Linked DNA regions of Mus musculus: region 1 is linked to region 2. A link is a contact called in public HiChIP or PLAC-seq data. All regions are on one chromosome and are shown on one strand. Each heading gives the region's core, a stretch centred on a gene start, on an enhancer-like site or on the middle of the called end of the contact. The rest is flanking DNA. Distances are from core to core; before and after follow the strand shown.

Region 1 (3,012 bases), core at 330-2,829, 830 kb before region 2:
TAAAATTAATAAATAAAATTGGACTGTAAGACTGGATCACTATCAGGGACATCAGCCCTCTGCCTGGGCTTAGGACCCACACACCAGGGTGCTGCAACAATCAGGTAAGCTAAGGATTCTCTGCCACCCATCCAGCATCAACAGGCCAGCAGACAGGGATGTGCAGAGAGGCACATGGATAGGGGCGTTTGTACCCAAGGCTTAGACCAGTTATACTGTGGTGGTGCAGACTTCAGACCTGTCTCAGCTCCAGGGGAAAACCTTTTCTCCCTCTCCCTCTCCCTCTCCCTCTCCCTCTCCCTCTCCCTCTCCCTCTCCCTCTCCCTCTCCCTCTCCCTCTCCCTCTCCCTCTCTCCTTTCTTCCTTTCCTCTGAGTCAGGCTTTCTCTGTGTAGCCTTGGCTGCACTAGATGGTAGACTAAGCTAGCCACAAACTCAGATATCCACTAGGATTATATGTATGCACTAACAACTCCCACCACTCTTCCTGCCTTTCTGCACACAGTGGGTTCTGGTCAACATAGTTCAGACAGTTAGCCATGGATACCAGGGCAGTTGCAGAGATGGACAGTGGAGAAGCAGTGTTAAGGAGTTAACAGGACTCCCAGCAGACTAGATCACAGTACATATGCTCCAGTGTTCCCTTTCCCCGGGAAGCTGCTACTCGAGTCTTTCCTTTGAAGTGAAGTGCATCCTCAGTGCCACACCAAAGTCATTTTCTGGGCTGAATCCCGTAATGCATCCCCAAATTTCTCTTAGCATGGGAATGCATAATAGAAAAGTTATTCGTGATGACCTCCTGTCTGATGTGTATAACTGAGAAGAGTTTGAATTCTTGAGATCAGTGGTGAAAGGATACTCGATTCCAAATATGTCCTTTCTTTCTTCCTCTATGGTAATTTCCTAAGTTTTCTTTGCAAGAAGACCTGTCAGGTATCATTCACACAAAGACCTATAACCTGTTGGGTCTTAAATCCAAGGCAAAAATGTTGAACTAAAGTGTCCATTAACATATCAAACTGGACAGTGGCCTCTCAGCATCCCTCTGTTCCTGGCTGGCATGCCTCCCCCCAACCCCCAGCCACCACACAGCCCAAACTCCCCAGTCCAGGTGATCCCCTGGGCTTTCCTCCTTCCAGCTCCTCTGACCACTCTATAACTCAGCCACTTTTAGCTGTGCTAGTCTCTTGGCTCAGGTGGTCCCTCTTGGTTGGAGGCCCCTCTTTCTCTTTTCAGATCTCCTCTCCTCACATGGCCCAGCTTAGGGTCATGTTCACTCTGTAAGGTTTTCTGTCTGGTCTGGAACTCACTGTGACAGGCTAGTTTCTAATCCCAAACATCAACTTGCCTCTGCCAGCAGTTCTGGAATTCAGGAGTGTTTCAGCAAGCCCGGCTTTTGGAGCTCAAGGAAATATTGACACATCTATAATCACAACACTCTCCCTAACAGATTGAGTGTAAGGCTCCATCTGGGGAGGTGTGTCCACTTCCTGGCGCTTGATCACGTCTGAACTACATTGTCCAGAAGACATTGCACCGAGAAAAGCCAATGAAAATAGGCGCGTTAGTGACGACAAAAGGACGCTGGGCGGGACTTTCGGCTTTGCGTGCAGGAGGTTCTTTGAAACTTTCTGGATCTGTCAGTCTGCTTCACAGAAAACTGGTTTTATCAGTATTGGTCATGGCAGGAAAACTGTAGAGTTGAGGCGTTTTTCCTCCGTCACGGAGACGGAGCTGAGGTTTTCGACAGCCCGTGTGATCTAATCCAAGCTTGGAGGAGGGATGGCCACATCCCAGGGCCCGGCTGGCCAGTGGAGCCCAATGGTGATTGTGGAGGCTGCGGGTGGAGCCCTGCCCCAGGTGAGTGCCTAGTGATCGCCCACCTACCTGAGTTCTAGAGCGCTGAGATCTGGGTCAGGAGCCAACAGGGTAGACTCCCATGTCCCCGACTGTAGGGCACCGGTGGACGAAATTATGGTAGTTGGGTTGTTTTGTTTTGTTTTGTTTTGTTTTTGTCATCTGTGTGCTAGATCGCTTGAGCCATCCCATCTGACTCAGTGTGGTGGACTGTACCTCTCAAGGCTTGTGGGAGGGCCTGAGCTCTACTGGCATTAGATGAGGGAATTAGATTAGATTCTGGTGGCCAAGAAGATTTGAACAGGTGAGAGATTCCATCTAGTCAGTTTTCTGAGCATGGGGTGGGGGTAATATGGGTGTAGGCAGAGACCTGTGAATCCTTGGGTAAATCCTGTGCACTCATGTTTGAGTTGGAATGCAAGCTGTAGCAGGGGTGGGGGAGTTGTAGGGTGGGTGATGGTGGTGTTCAGATCTTTGATGGAGTTATTTTATTCTCTCTGTATGCCCCTCTCCCCCACCTCCTTTCCTCCTCCACCGCCCCCAGGAGGCCTGGTGGGCTCCTGCTCTCCCTCCCTCCCTCTACCCTTTCCACTCTCTCCTCTTCCGTCTTCCTTAACCCCTCTCCCTATTCCTTTGCCTCTCTCCCTCTCCCTCCCCCTCCCCCTCTCCCTCTCCCCTCCTTCTCCCTCAGACTGGGCCTCTCTATGTAGTCATGGCTGTCCTGTCTCTCTATGTACCAGGGTGTCTTCAAACTCAGAGAGATTCTTCTATCTCTAACTCACAAGTGATGAGATTAAAGAACCCTTTGTTATATTTTTACTTTATTCATTTACTTTTGATCTAGGCTCAAACTCACTGTTTACACCACACTAGCCTCAAATTCACAGAGATTTGCCTTCTTGTGGGTTAGGGTCTCCTTTGGGTAAGGGCTGCCAACTGAACTCTGGTTCATGGTGGAAGAGCCCTAATCGGAGCCAACCACTCCTACCTTTCCAATGAGTTTTAAAAACTCAGCCATCAGGATGTGCTGCTGAACTAAGTGTAGCTGTGAGGGAAAATTAAATTAAAAATAATTTTATTTTTTAAATAATATTACTAAGTTATATTAGTAATTAAAATTAATATTACTAATTTTTAAATACTACTGAAAGATTTT
Region 2 (3,117 bases), core at 218-2,717:
TCTCTTCAACCCCCTAAGCAAGCCTTAACCACAATATATTTCTCCTCCAAGGTGAGCATCATAGAAACCAGGTGGAAGCACTGCAGCGTTTCTGAACATAAGAATCAGAAGAATATGATGGGAAACACCTTTAATTCCTGCACTCATAAGAGGCAGGCAGAGTTCTGTGAGTTCAAGACCAGCCTAGTCTATATAGTGTACATAGTGAGTTGCAGGGCAGCCAGAGCTATGTAGATAGACCTTATCCAAAACAAAAGACAAACAAACAAAAAAACCCTTCTGAGATAAATGGGACAATGAAAGGGATGAATCATTTCTTCAACCAAGAAGGAACAGTTGGGATGAAAAGGAAAGAGAATCAGTTTGAAGCTAGCCCTGTAGCCCATCACTCACCGGAGTAGGAAGAAACAGCACCCAGGACAGGTCTCTTAAACTGAAAACTTTTCACAGAAAATAAACACCATTAAGTATTGAAAAGGCAAGACTGTTTCAGGAAGCAAAGAGGAAATGTGACTCACCTGCGACTTGGCTTTATGTCTAGTCCCTGTAGGGGCAGCTTCCTGTTTGCGGTTTATCTCCTGGAGGAAGTTGGTATCTCTGGAAAACAGAGCTGGAGGAAAGGAAGGACTAGACACCAAATCTACACGAGACTACACCGTGCATGAGCAGAGATGCCAAACCCTTATTACCCTGTGCGGGAGTAAGGACAGGGTAGGATGTGGAATCAGGTTGTCTCTTTTCTCGTCTTACTTGCATGAATATATGTGCACCACGTGTGTGTGCCTGATGCCCACAAAGTTCAGAGGAGAATGTTCTATCCCCTGCAATAGGAGTTAGGGATGGTTGTGACTCACTATGTGGGTGCTAGGAACCTCTGCAAGAGGAACAAGTACAATGGCTAAGCCATCTCTTGTCGCACTGGGAGTTTCATTTCTTGAAGCATTGACATGGATACAAGTCTAAACTAAGTTGACCCTGTAGTTGTCAACGTCCCTCCAGCACCTCTGCCTGACTTCTCTGCCTCAAGTTGAGCTTTCGAGGATTGGTTATTTAACCATCACAATCACGCGCCCAGAGACACCATCTCCAGCACCAAGGCCTCGAGAACCATCGGACCTTACCCTTCCTTCACACCCAGAATAGATTCATCTTTGTCCACTCAGCCCAGAAACATGACACTCACCTTTGTGCGCGGTCCCCGAGGTCACTGCTCCTTGCTGATCCTGGGAGGCCAGGCTGTTCCTGGAGCGCGGCCTTCCCCGGTCGGGGCTCCCAGGAGCAACTACAGTCCCCGCCGCCGGACCTCCACCAGGCCTGGCCTTTGTGCAGAGGGCGCCACGCCCCAGGAGGGCCCAGGGTTCGCATGACACTACACTCGCCATTCCCTGCATGTCACGCGAGGGGCGCACGCTCTCCTAGCCAGGCTGCAGACACCCTTCAAGGCCGCTGCTCAGGGACACACCCCCGGCAACACCCACGCCCGCCACGCCCTCGCCAGCCACGCCCTCGCCCTGCCCAACCCCGCCCTAAAAGATCGGACCCTCAGGCAGTTCCTCCGGAACGCACCGGAAGTGGACTTTGCTTGAGCACAAGGCCCCCTGGGAAGTGTAGTCCCCAGCGGAGAAATCCTTTAGAGCCCAGCTGGTTTTTACAAGACCCTGTGGGAGAACCGCGGGACCCTGCCGGAAACACGAGTCCCGCGAAATTCAAAACAGTTCCTCAGAGGCTTCTGGGAGTCCTGGTGACAATTGGAGCGTACGAGTGCAGCGGCAGGGCTAGTGGCGCGCGATTTGAGGTTGTTTGGAGGAAGGGGAGTTGGAGGATGCTGTGAATTGGGCTGGGGCAATGCGGGCTTTTGGCAAGTCCACAGTGGTTCTGGTTGCATGTACTTTTCAGTTTGGGATTCAGTTGCTGCCATTGCAATCTTCACCTCTCCACTAGACCACCTCGACTTTAGTGCCTAGTGTTCAAAATGCCCCTCTGTATGTACTACCAAGTTTTAGGTCTGCAGGTTTCCCCAGGTTTTCTTCTGCGGTGCCTCTTTAATATGTTCACTCTTGCCTTTAATCGCAGTGCCCGGGAGTAAGAGACAGCCGGATCTCAGAATTCGAGACCAACCTGATCTGCAGAGCGAGTTCCAGGACAGTCAGGGCTACACAGAGAAACGGGGAAGCGGGGTGAGGTGAGGGGAGCGCAGTTTATTCTTTGTCGGTTTCATACATGTATATATACTGTATCTTGATCATATCCAACACATCTCCTCTCCCAACCATCCCCAATACTTCCACATTCCTTTTGCCACCCCACCACACTTTTTTTTTAAATATAGCCCTGTTAGTGCCGCCTACCAGTATACCAGTGGAGTGTGACATGAACAATCTACCAGAGGCCACATCCCCAAAGAAAAATGACTCCCACTCTCTCAGCTGCCATCATTTGCTTATAGCTCCTCAGCTAGGTGTGGAGGGGTACGCCCTTCCTCTATCAATGGCTATAATATTGATCGGCGCTGGTAATTACCAGCAATCTTGTGCTGGTAATCAGTTTCTATGAGTTCATGAGCACAACATGCCCAAAACCATTCCACAGCACTCCTTGCCATTCTCAGACTCTTACATTCTTTCTCCTTCGTCTAATACGATGTTCCCAGACCCTTGAGAAGGTATACAAGAATGTCCCATTTAGGACTGTGAGCTGCCTATTTTTGTCATTCAGTTATCATCTGAGAGAGTGTTGTGTGGCTCTGGATGTTCTGGAACTCACTCTGTAGACCAGGCTGGCCTCGAACTCGGAGATCTGCCTGCCTCTGCCTCTGGAAGGGCTGGTTTTAAAAGTGTGTGTCACTACCGCTGAGCAAGCAGAATATTCTTTATATAAAATGTTTGAGAACAAAAGTGTTATTTTTTTTTCTGAGTGGTAAATATGTGCATACCGTAATGAAATATTTTAGAAAAGAAACCAACATCTAAATATAAAACCATTTATGCTTCACAAACACCTCATATAACCAGAAGGAAATTTTATACTAAAAAATTCTTAAGCAAAAACAATATTGCAGCATTGTCACCACAAAGATTTTTTGAAAGGTTGGTTTATTATTTTATGTAAATGATGCTC

What was found. HiChIP or PLAC-seq counts read pairs in DNA pulled down with a chosen protein or histone mark.
Region 1: an H3K27ac HiChIP or PLAC-seq map of microglia shows a contact between it and region 2, with 9 times the contacts expected there. The contact joins the promoter of Zfp772 here to the promoter of Zfp28 in region 2. A contact is called at or near these places in 6 of 39 promoter capture datasets (cranial neural crest, frontonasal cranial neural crest, liver and 3 more), 2 of 115 datasets of contacts at active chromatin or transcription factors (astrocytes and microglia) and 3 of 9 other capture datasets (adipose tissue, liver and pancreatic islet).

Annotation. Positions count from the first base shown.
Region 1 is chr7:7,208,565-7,211,576 of GRCm38.p6, reverse strand. Zfp772 (zinc finger protein 772) reads left to right here and starts at 1,579. Exons shown (of 5, transcript NM_145577.2): 1 at 1,579-1,859. The coding sequence starts at 1,782.
Region 2 is chr7:6,381,668-6,384,784 of GRCm38.p6, reverse strand. It overlaps Zfp28 (zinc finger protein 28), which reads right to left and starts at 1,467. Exons shown (of 7, transcript NM_175247.3): 1 at 1,184-1,467; 2 at 519-610. The coding sequence starts at 1,391. It overlaps Zfp78 (zinc finger protein 78), which reads right to left. Exons shown (of 5, transcript NM_001025163.1): 5 at 2,180-3,117.